Linked DNA regions of Mus musculus: regions 1 and 3 are each linked to region 2. A link is a contact called in public HiChIP or PLAC-seq data. All regions are on one chromosome and are shown on one strand. Each heading gives the region's core, a stretch centred on a gene start, on an enhancer-like site or on the middle of the called end of the contact. The rest is flanking DNA. Distances are from core to core; before and after follow the strand shown.

Evidence for each region. HiChIP or PLAC-seq counts read pairs in DNA pulled down with a chosen protein or histone mark.
Region 1: an H3K27ac HiChIP or PLAC-seq map of embryonic stem cells shows a contact between it and region 2, with 7 read pairs. The contact joins two enhancer-like sites. A contact is called at or near these places in 4 of 484 Hi-C or Micro-C datasets (the N1E-115 cell line, bone marrow-derived macrophages and nephron progenitors), 5 of 115 datasets of contacts at active chromatin or transcription factors (all in embryonic stem cells) and 1 of 9 other capture datasets (embryonic stem cells).
Region 3: an H3K27ac HiChIP or PLAC-seq map of embryonic stem cells shows a contact between it and region 2, with 4 times the contacts expected there. The contact joins two enhancer-like sites.

What each region holds. Positions count from the first base shown.
Region 1 is chr13:97,319,333-97,323,403 of GRCm38.p6, reverse strand. No RefSeq gene overlaps it. Among named protein-coding and RNA genes, the nearest start is that of Gm33390, 22 kb to the right of the region's middle. Within about 2 kb of position 2,768, at least 19 of the 459 cell types and tissues checked have an H3K27ac peak or open chromatin away from gene starts, as enhancers often do. A contact at or near this core is called in embryonic stem cells, where this site is marked.
Region 2 is chr13:97,598,276-97,602,406 of GRCm38.p6, reverse strand. No RefSeq gene overlaps it. Among named protein-coding and RNA genes, the nearest start is that of Gm34087, 22 kb to the left of the region's middle. Within about 2 kb of position 2,121, at least 34 of the 459 cell types and tissues checked have an H3K27ac peak or open chromatin away from gene starts, as enhancers often do. A contact at or near this core is called in embryonic stem cells, where this site is marked.
Region 3 is chr13:97,103,813-97,108,119 of GRCm38.p6, reverse strand. Fam169a (family with sequence similarity 169, member A) reads right to left here. Exons shown (of 13, transcript NM_001100458.1): 6 at 987-1,166. Among named protein-coding and RNA genes, the nearest start is that of Nsa2, 32 kb to the left of the region's middle. Within about 2 kb of position 2,514, at least 14 of the 459 cell types and tissues checked have an H3K27ac peak or open chromatin away from gene starts, as enhancers often do. A contact at or near this core is called in embryonic stem cells, where this site is marked.

The DNA.
Region 1 (4,071 bases), core at 1,519-4,018, 280 kb after region 2:
GCTCAATGCTTTCATTTGGAGAGTCACCGGTACTGTAACTGGTAGGTCAGAGAGGTCATCATTGTCTCTGTGCTCCCCACCCAAAATTAGCTCTTCCTTCCCACTGTATTATTTTCAGTCAGATAAGTTTTCTTTGTGAAACTCCAAAGGCCAGTACATCTGGCACACTCGTCAATGTGTTGTGCCTATGGCTCCCTTTCCTTCTTTAATAGATTAACTCTTGGGACCAGTGTGTTGGGCAACACGCTAAGGGGAGACAGCCATCAAGCCGGAAATCCACAAATATCTTCCAGCTCTCCTCCGCCTTTCTGCTTCTCCCTTCTGTTTCCATGGTCAACATTCCATATTTGCCACCATGGACCCTCCCCTTAGATGGAGTGCTTCTTTCACATTCAAACACTTTCTGCAAAGGATTTCAGGGACTGTGCTGAGCCCTGAGGGAGACAGAGAGGCAGAGGAACCAGGGTTCCTGTCTGCAGGCTTCAATTGTCTGTATGTGTTAACATTCAAGGAGAAACAGGCATAACCCATAACCCTACAATCACTATTTTAAAAATTGCAGATGTGATCGGTGTTTCAAAGGAGAGGACCAGTGTGCCATGTAGCTGTCTGGTAAGGCCCTGCTATCTCTTTGGTTTTCTTTGATGTGTCGAAAGCATCCGGCATAGACCACAGAAGAAGGGTCTACTTTAGCTCACAGTTCAGCTGGCAGTAGGGACACAGAAGTGTTCATGTCACTGAATTTCTTCACATCTCAAAGAATCAGAAAGCAAAGCGCTTGAGCCAGGATTTAGACCACACTAGAGTCTGTCAAGGTCCTTACCCAAGAAAGCCACTTGCTCCAGCGAGGATCCTAAAGGATCCACAGCCTTTTAATATAGTGTCACCAAGTATTCAAACACACTGTCCTGTCAGTGACAGTTTACATTCAAACCAAAGCAGCCTGTGAAGAATGAACTGAAAGCTGAGGCATTGTGGGAAGTAGTTAAGTCAGGACTGATGTTCTTATACATGGTGGCACTATAGCCAAAGTAGCCTGCGAAGGAAGGCTGATAATGGCGGTCATCTGTGCTAGAAATTGACAAATGGGAGCCTAAGACAAATTAGGCCTTGAGCATTAACCTAGGAAGCATTTCCATCCTGTGCCCAACAGAAGCAGGAGAAACGCAGGCACCTCACAGAGTGAATGTGTTTTAAGAATCTAGAAGCCGGGCAGTGGTGGTGCACACCTTTAATCCCAGCACTTGGGATGCAGAGGCAGGTGGATTTCTGAGTTTGAGGCCAGCCTGGTCGACAGAGTGAGTTCCAGGACAGCCAGGGCTATACAGAGAAACCCTGTCTCGAAAAAGAAAGAAAGAAAGAAAGAAAGAAAGAAAGAAAGAAAGAAAGAAAGAAAGAAAGAAAGAAAGAAAGAAAGAAAGAAAGAGGAAGGAGGGAGGGAGGGAGGGAGGGAGGGAGGGAGGGAGGGAGGGAGGGAGGGAGGGAGGGAGGGAGGGAGGAAGGACCTAGAAGGCATATGGTTGTTTGGAAGATAATGGCCGACCCGTCCAGCAGGTCCAGTTATTCAAGGGTCTCGAGGGGACCTTCTCCTAAGAACCAAATTGGGGGATAGAGAGAGACGAGAACCTTGTGCGAATAACAACATGGAAACGTACTGAGTGGCATCAAGGTTCCAATGTATTAGCCAGGCCCAAGGTTTAAATGCACAAGCAAAAGGGGAAGTGCCATTCAGCAGGAAGGATGGGGCAGTAGAATTGCACAAACAAAAGGGGAAGTACAGGTACTTATCAGTGGGAGGGGTGGGGCAATAGAATTGCACAGGAGGGGTGGGGCAATAGAATTGCACATTCTTTAGGCAGTTACATGGGGAAGCAGGAACTTGGTGGTATCAGGGTGTGGTCAGGACATCTGGCACTGACTTAGGGCTGGAACATCCTGTGGTTGTTCTCGGAACAGTGTGTCGTGGCCCGCTTTTGACCCCCCTTTCTTCTCGGGGGGGGGGGGGAGGCCCAATTCAGAGATCAGGACAATTGTGTTGTCTTAATGGCTCCCAACAAATGGCTATGGAGAAATTGGACTTATTCCAGTGATACTGAGGAGCCAGAAGAACGATGCATTAGAGTGGGTTATTGGATTATCTGTGGACAGTTTTCATTCTTGCCAGGAGTTGCCGTGTTCCTGTTATATTAACTTTACCTGGGGAGATGTGAACAAAGGTCTGTTCACACAAGATATTTCACCGGACAAGTAACAAACCCACAAAGTCCACTATGGCAAACCCATCCATTTATAGGTTACTTTGAGAAACTTGGGTGATTCAAAATCAGCCCACCCCAGCCCCATGAGGACTCTTGGACTCCTTGCACAACCTGCAGGTAGCTCAGCAGATGGGTCAGAGTCTCCAGGAGTCCCTGCTAGTGGGAGTTTCTTCTAGGCAGCAATTGTTAACTGATTCTACAACCCCAGAGCAGGGCCTTGAGGGTCTTGCATATTTTAGCTTTCCGGGTTTGTGAGGCTATCTGCTTCCTGATCCTGACTTCATGAGTCAGAGGAAATTGTTACACATCCTGTAAAGATAAGTCGTGCTTTGGTTGGCGGGGGGGGGGGGGGGGGGGATGATGATTTGGGGGGATTCGGGGGGGGGGGTGTGCGGGGCTTGAAGAGGTTACGTTTGTTGGGGGGGTTACGTTTGTTGGCTTGAATTAAGCAGACACTAGGCTTCACCTATAGAGAGAGACAGTGAGATTCTGTGGAGACTTGAATAACAATGGCCCCCATAGGGTCACTGATTTGAATGCTTGGTCACCAGGGAGTGGTGCTATTAGGAGATGTGGCCTTGCTGGGTGGGGGGTTGGGGGGATGTAGCTTCATTGGAGAAAGTGTGTCACTGTTGGGTGGGCTTTGAGCCAAGCACAGAGGTTCTCGCTCTCTTCCTGCTGCCTATGGATCTGGATGTAGAACTCTCAGCTCCTTCTCCAGCTCTATCTATGTCTGCCTGCAGCCTGCCAGGCTTCCTGCTATGCTGATAATGGATTAAACCTCTGAAAATGTATGCTAGGTCACTTCCTGTCACAATTATTACTGATAGTAGTGGCTAGGCCCAAATTTGGAGAAAATACAAATGAACCTAAAACAATGGTCTAAAAGGTTTTGACGGATTTAGTTCAATATTTCAGATAGCCCCAGGCGTAGGACTGTGGAACTTCTGTCTGAAAAGTTGAAAAAAAATGTGAAGAAGCTCGTCTCAGGGGTCCATCTCGGCCATCTGCCCTGAACGCTGTGCTAAAGTGGTTCAAGTGGTGGACAAAGGCCTCCTTGTCCTCGCTGTCCCCTCCTTCACTCTAAACCTTAGCATCCTCCCCCAAACCTCTGTGACTAACACCACTCCATAATTACTATCCAATCTGAAACTTTCTCAGAATGCCATGGATCCCACCCATGTGGCGGGCAAATGGTGCCCACAGCTGCTGTAAGCAGGCAGTGCAGGCTGGCCCATAATGTGGGACTGTGCAGGTTAGCCCACCCAGAGTAAGAGCGGGCACGGAGCATACCCAAGGAGACTCCCCGAAGCCAGGAAGTCTGGGATGTTTCCCTCCCCTTGGCTTTGCATTAGTTAGCTGCTGTGTGAGGGTCTGCAAAGGTCATGGCCTAATTATACCTGTGGACACCAGACAGAAGCAGTGTGGACAGGGTCTCCAATGACCTGCTGTGCCTCCCTGCCCTTCCCCTAGCCTGAAAGTTCCCCAACCAGTCTGTCCAAAAAGTGCATGAAGTATTAACAGCATTGAGGAACAAATGGTGGGATTTTTAGGTGGTGTAGTTATACTGTAGATGAGAGAGAGAGAGAGTGGGGGGGGGGGAATACCATGCCTTTTACACAGATACACACTGACTGACCTATTTACAGATAAAAAATTATGTCTAATATGTCCAGCAAGATAATCCACTTGAGAGAGACTGATAAAGACTATTCAAAGTACTATCTCCTTGTGCTGATATAGAGTGGGTAATGAAAGGACGAGGTTAAAGTGTGTGTGTGTGTGTGTGTGTGTGTGTGTGTGTGTGTGTGTC
Region 2 (4,131 bases), core at 872-3,371:
CTCTGCTCCCTGCTCAGGACTTTGGGGACAGAACACATGTGTCTATTTCTTTCTTGATTCTGCGTCTATTTTTAGAGTCCTAGATAACTACCAAAGTGCAGTTTTGTGCCTCCCTCCCTCCTATCACCTGCTCTTGTGTTTTGTGGCACAAAGGATGCACTATAGGCTCAAGCAAGCTCCACCCCCACCCCTGAGGACAGAAGGCATAGGGAAACACGTCAAAGCACAACAAGTGACCATGGCTGCACCTTACTTGAAGGGAGTTCCCAAGGAGAATCATTTGCCCAGCCAAGGACTCTCTGGACTCACCAGAACACTTTTTATTTAGCGCAGTGAGACCAGGTACCGGTATCCTTCAAAAGCTCCTTAGACATTCTGAAATTCAGAAAGACCCAAAAGAATCAAATGAGCACCCACTTTCTGGAACTCCAGGCTTGCCTCATTGCAGGACTAAGACCAGGAATCCAGCTGAGTCTGACTTGCAGCCACAAGGGACTTTTCCCAGTGTGATGCCCTTAGTTAAGGAGGTGGGGCAGAGGGGTTGAAGGGGAGGGTATCAGGACCACAACAAATGGAGAAAGGAGAGAATTTCTTTGGTAATAAGGCTGGCCCCACCATTCTCGGGCTCCCAAGTGACCTGGACCTTCAGGGGTGCCTATAAATCAGATTGTATAAGCCAGGGCTTGCTTGTGTGTTATACATTACCATAATTTTTTTTTATTTTAGTAAAAAAAACTCTGGCTTTTTTTTTTCAAGTCACAGGACTCCAGCCCTCCTGGCAGGTCCTAAGTGAAACAAATTACTTCTAGAGAGTAAGCTCTATACCCTGGCCTCCTCCCTCATTGAACCCGCAGCTGCCTCTTTGTAAGCCTAAGACTATTGTAAGCTATTGCCCTAGGGGCAACCAAGGGGCTGTGTCTCCCTGCAGGTGTGCCAGGAAGACAGCGGGAGTCTGTAGGAAGCAGAGGTTGGTTGGACCTAGAAGCTGATTCAAGCTACATTATTACAAAAAGTTATTAAGCGATATTCAGTTACAGGATCCTGGGCTAAACAAAGAATGAGGCCCGGGGCAGCCAAAAACCATATGGACCTGGAGGTTGCACACACCTGCATGGGAGCGGGCAGGCCCAGTTAGAAGCCGTCATCAATTCTAGGAAAGCCATAAAGTTTGGACTTGCTTCATGGCACTTTCTAATTAACTGTGTGGTGAGTTTTCTCCACTTTCCTATAAAAGCCGGTGCCCCTCCTCCACCCCTCTCTCTACCTTGTCTCTCTCCCTCATGTCCCAAGACACCTGGGGAAAAGTTTCCCAGGGAAGCTCTCCAGTGGGCCTCAGACCATGGAAGACACTCTAAGCAGGAAGATGGCACTCGTTCTTGTGTGGAGAGAAAAAAAAGAATAGAACAGGCTCTTTGAAAGGCTCTCAAGAGAATCATCCAAAACAAGGAGCCAGCACGGCCTCCCTTAAAGAAGAGGGAGAAGCTACAAGTCACTTGAGCTGATGAAGGGAAGAACATTGGTTTAGCCAATTCTACTTACCCAACAGACTGGATAAACAGAAAGGAGAAAGATGAGTCTTAATTCTGCGGTGATATGCAAGAAGATATAGCATCTAGTGTTTAGGTTCTTTGCAAAGCAGATGCCTTGGTGGATGTCTGCTATAATTTTCATACTGGTAAATCCGTGTGCTCGTGTGACTCTGAGCACCCTACGGTGGCAAAATCCCAAGGCAGCTTAGTCTCCAGGGCTTTCTGGAGAATTGTGTTGATGCATTTAGAACATCTGCATAATGCACACTTACACTATGGACCACGAAGTCACATTCAGAAGGCAGAACTCATCTCTCACCATTGCTCATCTGCAAAAAGAGGAGGAAAAATGCAAAGTATTTCTGATGAGGCAGAGGTTTCCCTTGGCCTCTTACCTGGCTGGGCTGACGATTTCTCCATCTGGTGCTGACAGCAACTTTGGCTGGTGCTGAGGTGGGGCCTGGCCCGGCTTGCTCCCTTTGACCTCCACAGTGCAAATCTCTTGAAACGATAAAGGAGCCGAGTGTGAGGCAAGGCCTCGAGCCTGGGCGGATGAATGTGCCCTACAGCTTCTCGGAGCACAGCAGGGAGATGTCTGAACAAAGCATGGAGACCTGCACTGAGGCCCTGGTGGGCTGTTCCAAGACTGCACTCCAGGATCCACCTAGACCTAGCCATTTGGTCCTGGCTATTGAAACAGAAAGGCCTATTGCTCCAGGCCATGCTGTGCTTTTGCAAAAGAGTTGCCTTGTGAGAACTCAGAATATTACTATTGGTCAGCTTGTAGATGCATGTCTGCCTTCAGATTGGTATAAAGCAACAGCCCTCAACCTGTGGGTCACAGTCCCCTTGGGGATTGAATGAGCCTTTCACAGGGGCTTAAGACCATCTGCATATCAGATATTTACATGATGATTCATAACAGCATCAGCATTACAGTTATGAAGTAGCAACAAAAATAATTTTATAGTTGGGGATCACCACCACATGAGGAACTGTATTAAAGAGGAAGACCACTGGTATGAAGCAATGGTTGAGGACCAGTTATGTCTGTGTCTGTCTTTTAAAATTCAAGAGACTGCAAAGTAGGACCACTCATGCTAGAGCTAAGAAACAGGTTTTCTTTTCTCTTTCCTTTCTTCTCCTCCTCCTTCTCTTCCCCTTCTCTTCCTCTTCCTCCTCTTCCTCTTCCTCTTCCTCTTCCTCTTCCTCTTCCTCTTCCTCTTCCTCTTCTTCTTCTTCTTCTTCTTCTTCTTCTTCTTCTTCTTCTTCTTCTTCTTCTTGTCTTTTTTTTATGATGGGTTCTCACTCTCTTGCTCAGGCTGGCCTTGTACTCATGTTCTTCCTGCTTCCGTTTTCTGAATGTCAGCATGATTTTAAGAGCCAGCGTGCCCACTGGGTCTGTGCTTTTGTTATCATTCTGAATGTGAGAAGAGAATTCAGACTTGCAAGAAGGGGTTGGCACACTCAAGGGGACAGAGTGTGGGAATTGTCAGGAGAAAGTCCCCACCTCCATGTGCTCTGAAGGATGTGAGGCAAGCTTACACAATATCTCATATTCCAGTCCCAGAAGGGAGGCGGTCACACTGTGTAATATTTCCAGTTACGTTCAAGAAACAGCCTGGAATGATCAGAGCCATAACTCTTGACTGCAGCAAATGGAAGGGTGGGGTGAAGGGAACCACGCAAGAGTAATTAGGCAGCCGGTGACCGTGGCTCTGAACCTGCTGGCCCTGCTAAACAGAACATAAATTTTTTTAAGGGCTACAGTGGGCTCTGTGCAGCACAACTTTGATATCTGAGATGCAATTAGACTTTGCCCTTATGAGGAATCAACTAAAAGCTTGCAAAATACCCCTGTTACTCTGGCGTGTTGTTTTCCCAGGCCAGTGTGCACACTGCTTCCTTGTGGCCCCCACAGTGCGTGACAGTCATTTGTGGGTCTTCTCTGGAGGCATCGGCCTCCTGGTACACCAGGGACTCCATACAGACAGTGAAAATAATTTGACCACTTGCTGCTTCCCAGTCACTCAAGGGTGATATTGAATCTGGAGCAGTTAAGACTCCCTAGAGAAATGAAGCGGAGAGATAAAAGTCTTTGCTAGGCCCTACAGGATTCTCTGCTTTCAAGCATCTTGGTGTTTTAGAAGCCTCTCCTTTGCTCCTGTTTCATGACATTTATCTTAGTGTTTGAGCAGACACGTGGAAGATACGATCTGCATGGGGATTTCCGCTGGAAGCAAGTCCAAAGCAGCGGCGGCGCCTGCATTCCCAGAATACACTGTTCTCTTTTGCCCTTTCTTCAGATCATCCCAGACTGGAACATCTTGCTGCTGAGCATCAGGAAGGAAAGGAGGAAGAAAGATTGAAGTGGGGAGGGTGGAGAGAGAAAGAGGAAGGGAGGGAGGGCTAGGAGATCCATATGTAAGACAAGATAAATGTTACTTATTTATGCCTCGTCTTTATTCCTTGTCAAATGGAGATCGCATCCAAAACTCAGCCACAGCAAGTCCTATAGGAGAAGGAAGCAGTGTCAGTTCTCAGGACCAGGGCAGCTTTGGCATCTAAAAAATGCTTCTATCCTCTAGCTAAAGTGCCTGGC
Region 3 (4,307 bases), core at 1,265-3,764, 490 kb after region 2:
AGGGTTTCTCTGTATAGCCCTGGCTGCCCTGGAACTCACTCTGTAGACCAGGGTGGCCTTGAACTCAGAAATCTGCCTGCCTCTGCCTCCCCGAGTGCTGGGATTAAAGGCGTGCGCCACCATGCCCAGCTCTTCTCAGATTTTTAATATTTGTCAACCTTAACTACAAAGCCATCCATGCCTTTAACTTCTGGTCAGCTGCCTGCCCATTTCTCCTCTGCTGACCCTAAGTCACAGGCATGGCTTTCAGTCTTCCATTTCTCTCTCTCTCTCCTAGCAGCTGCTGGGACTCGGGGCTTGGCAATGGTTTAGTTTTTCTCTCAAATTCTCAAATTTGACTCTCAAGCTTCCTTCTGAGTCTGTTTTTAAATTTCTAATAAAGGACTAAGACCCTTAAAAGGAAATTCTAACTCCTCAGTAATATGTGACTTATTCATATGTGTGAAAGACAGAATAAACTGGCAGGAAACAAAACCAAAATAAAAAAAAAATTAGTGCTGCTATACAGAAACTGCAAACTCTTTTTTTAAATGTGGTTCTTTTACATGTATGGGTTTTATCTGCATGTATGTCTGTGCACTATGTGTGTATCTGCTGCTCATGGAGGGCAGAAGAGAGACTAAATATAAATAAATAAGCAAGCAAGCAAGCAAGCAAGCAAGCAAGCTTTGGGAGAAAAAAGAAGCCTTGCAAAAAATGTTACAAACTCCTTGGCTGCCTCTCAGAGCCTGGAGGTTAAGACAAAAGGATCGTTATTTCAAAGCCAGACTAGCCTGTCTCCATTTAAAACATTTTAAAAAATAAAAAAAAATTATCCTCTATATAACAACTAGATACCATAAAATAAAATTACACTTGTAAAGTTAAGTCCTAGAAAGTAAAAACTTTCAAACTCATTTAAAACTGGTAATATACATTTACAATATTCTGGAGAAACAAACTTTAGGTGACACCAAGTTTAACATTTTCCAGCTCAGTCCACTCACCTGTGTACATGAGAGAAGACAGTGGGTACCGTAAGCCAAGTGCATCTTCTGTAAAGGAATCAACAAAATCTTCCAGCATATGAAGCCCCAAATCTTTTCCTCTGTATTTCTTCCTTATAAACATTGTATCAAGAACTGGCAGTTGGTAATTCTGAGTAAGAAATGAGGCACATAAGCTTCCTGCAGCAGTAAGAGAAACCAAAGAATTTTACACAGTAAGTTACATGGACATTTAGTAAATACGAGTTAACATTTCTGAAAATAGCTTTTCCCTTAAGTAAAAAAGCACACCAAAAATGTGTATATTCTTTAATAAAGTATATTGTAACTTTTGTTATACTCTATAATGTATGTGTGATAATAAGAATAGCTGTTATTTTATGTTTGCCAACAGTAATATAGGACAAGTAGCTTACTAACATTTCATGACGTACATACTTGGCTATGACTATATGTATATTACACTCTATCTTTAGACATAACCTAACCTTCTCTATCTGCTCCACGAACTGAAACAGCTAAAACCATGAGCCAAAAATAAATACTTTCAATTGCTTTTGCTCAGATATATGGTCACAGCAACAAAAGTCTGACTAGAACACTATACAAGGAAATCCTATTTGGTCATAAGAAGAAATGAAGAGTTGGATTAGAGAAATGGCTCACAGAGTCAGGGATTGGTTCTCAGCACCCATATGATGGCTAACAAACATCCATAACTCCATCCCACCTCTGATCTCTTAGGGCACAAGACATGCACACGGTACACATACAGGCAAGCAAACAAAACAGTAATACAGATATAATAAATCTAATTTTTCCAAAGAGGTGAAGTACTGATACATACTACAATATATTATATGAGACTTGGAAAAAGACTATTAAGCCGAAAGAAAGAAAGAAAGAAAGAAAGAAAGAAAGAAAGAAAGAAAGAAAGAAAGAAAGAAAGAAAGAAAAGCTAGATACAAGCCACACAACATATGACCTAGATTAATTCATAGATTAATCCATGGATTCATGGTTGCCAAAGGCTGGAAATAAGAGTGACATTTGTATATAGATTTTCTTGTTTTGTAATAATAAAAATGATACAAAACTGGTAAAATATGATACATTTGAAATGTGTAAATTTTGTGGTATATGAATATGCAACTTATTTAAAATATAAATAAAATAGCAATGTACACATTTGATGTATACCATTTATAATCAAATTCTGCAGAGACAAGTCTGAAAGTATGTTCCTTCAAGCTTACACATGTTCTCAGTGAATCTTGACATCCGCTTGTCCAGTCTCTCTGAGCCAAGCGCCCCGCACTCACCCCTGGTCCTTCCTGCAGCCTACAACAGTCCATCAGAAAGCCTGCAGCAGGAGCAGCAACAATGCCTTGGGCCTTGTTTCCTTTGCCCAGGCCACAGCACCAATCCCAGGCCTTCCAAAGCAGCCCTGTTGCTACACTCTCAACCCTGCTGACACGCTCTGTACTGATGAGTTGTCAGGAGCTGTTTCGGCTCCCGGAGAAGCTGGCTCCGGAGGTCCCTCCCCATTTCAGACCTAAACACGTTTGTCTTAAGTATCCTCTAAGGCCCCTTGTCTAGGCATGTGCCCCCACCACAAGAATGAATAAAGAGTCAAACAAAACAAAACAAAACAAAACAAAACAAAACAAAACAAAACAAAACAAAACCAGCTCTGTGACAGAGAGGGAAGAGAACAAAACAGCTCAAGGACAAAAACATCATGTTCTAACAACAACTAAAACGGATAAACGGATTTCCAAGAGATGTTACTATGATTGATCCCATGCTGTAAGAGTGTGAGACGCTGGGAGTTCAGTTGCGGGAAGCACTACCCTGGAGAGAAGCTCACAGGGAACTCCAGCTAACTTAACTGCTGGTTATTGTGAGCTCCAGATTTGATGCTGTTACTGCCATCTGCTCTGCTGGGAGCCTTCCTGGGGAGACTCTGCTCTGCCAGGGGCTCTCTCGATCTGGAACTCCAGCTAGGAGCCCTAACGGTGCTTCCCCACTGGGTTTCTGACGGATTTGATGACATTACCTGTTAGTTGTTATTTATTCTTTTACTTGGAAGCCTCAAGTGGGGGTGTGGAATGACATGGGAGACTTTTATCAACAACTCTAGTTACCTGCCTCAGTGGGCTTTCTCAACTGATTTCTGCTAGACATTTTAACCAGCTTATTTAAAGGTGTTCTGCTATCTATCTTAGAAACTCACTCATTCAAAACCAATACTATGAGTAGAGATGGATCAGTTTTTCAGAACACCCGTTCTTGAAAAGTACCTGCATTCAGCTCTCAGCACCAATATGGTGGCTCATAACCATCCATAACTCTAGTTCCATTGTATCTGACTCCCTCTTCTGACTTGTGTGGGTACCATACACACGATACACATATATACATGCAGGAAAAACACTCATACACATAAAATAAAAATAAACTGAAAGCATGACTTAGTTTATTATAAGTCATTCTCTGGACTGTACAGAACACCTGCACACTCTGGGCACCCTGTCTCTGCACTCCTAGTGCTGCCAAGAGCATGAAGGAGTTAGGCGGAGGTGGGGCATCCTTTCCTCCCAGCACTCAGGCAGCAGAAGCAGGCGAATGTCTGTCACCAGAGAGTTCTCGGACAGCCAGGGCTACACAAAGAAACCCTTGGTTTTTGGGGGTCAGGGGGCAGCAAGAAAGATGGTGTTACCCTCCATCCTGAAACCCCTTCTGCCCTTCACCACAGAGCAGGATTCACTCGCTCTTTGGCCTAGAAACCTTTGAAGATACAACCTCTACCCTCTCCAAATTCTATCACTCACTCTATAAACCAAGCTAGGAAGCCATCTGCAATTTCTGAAGTATTCAAACCGATTTCTCCACTTTCAGTTCCTACCTGGAATCTCTTCTGAGACTCACACTTCCTGTTTCTCCATCAGCTCATCAGAAAACCTTCTCCTAATCACTCTATTTAAAATAGCTTCTCCGACACCTCTGATACCCTCTCTTTAATTTACCTGATCTTTTTCCTAGTACCTACTTGTCTGCCCATTAGTTCCTCAAGGACAGAGCTTTTACTATTCTCAATGTGTTCCTTATTCTTTTCCCCTACTCTTCCCTCTCCTATTCCTCATCTGTGTATCACCTAAAAATAACATAAATAAACACTTCAGTGATACTACTCAAGATCTAGTAGCAGAAATCACAAGCTTATTCTGCCAGAGGGAGCAGCTTCCTCCTCTCGCCAAGTCACTTCTTTGTCCGCCAAGAAAGTAGCCCTTGGGGTTGGGGATTTAGCTCAGTGGTAAA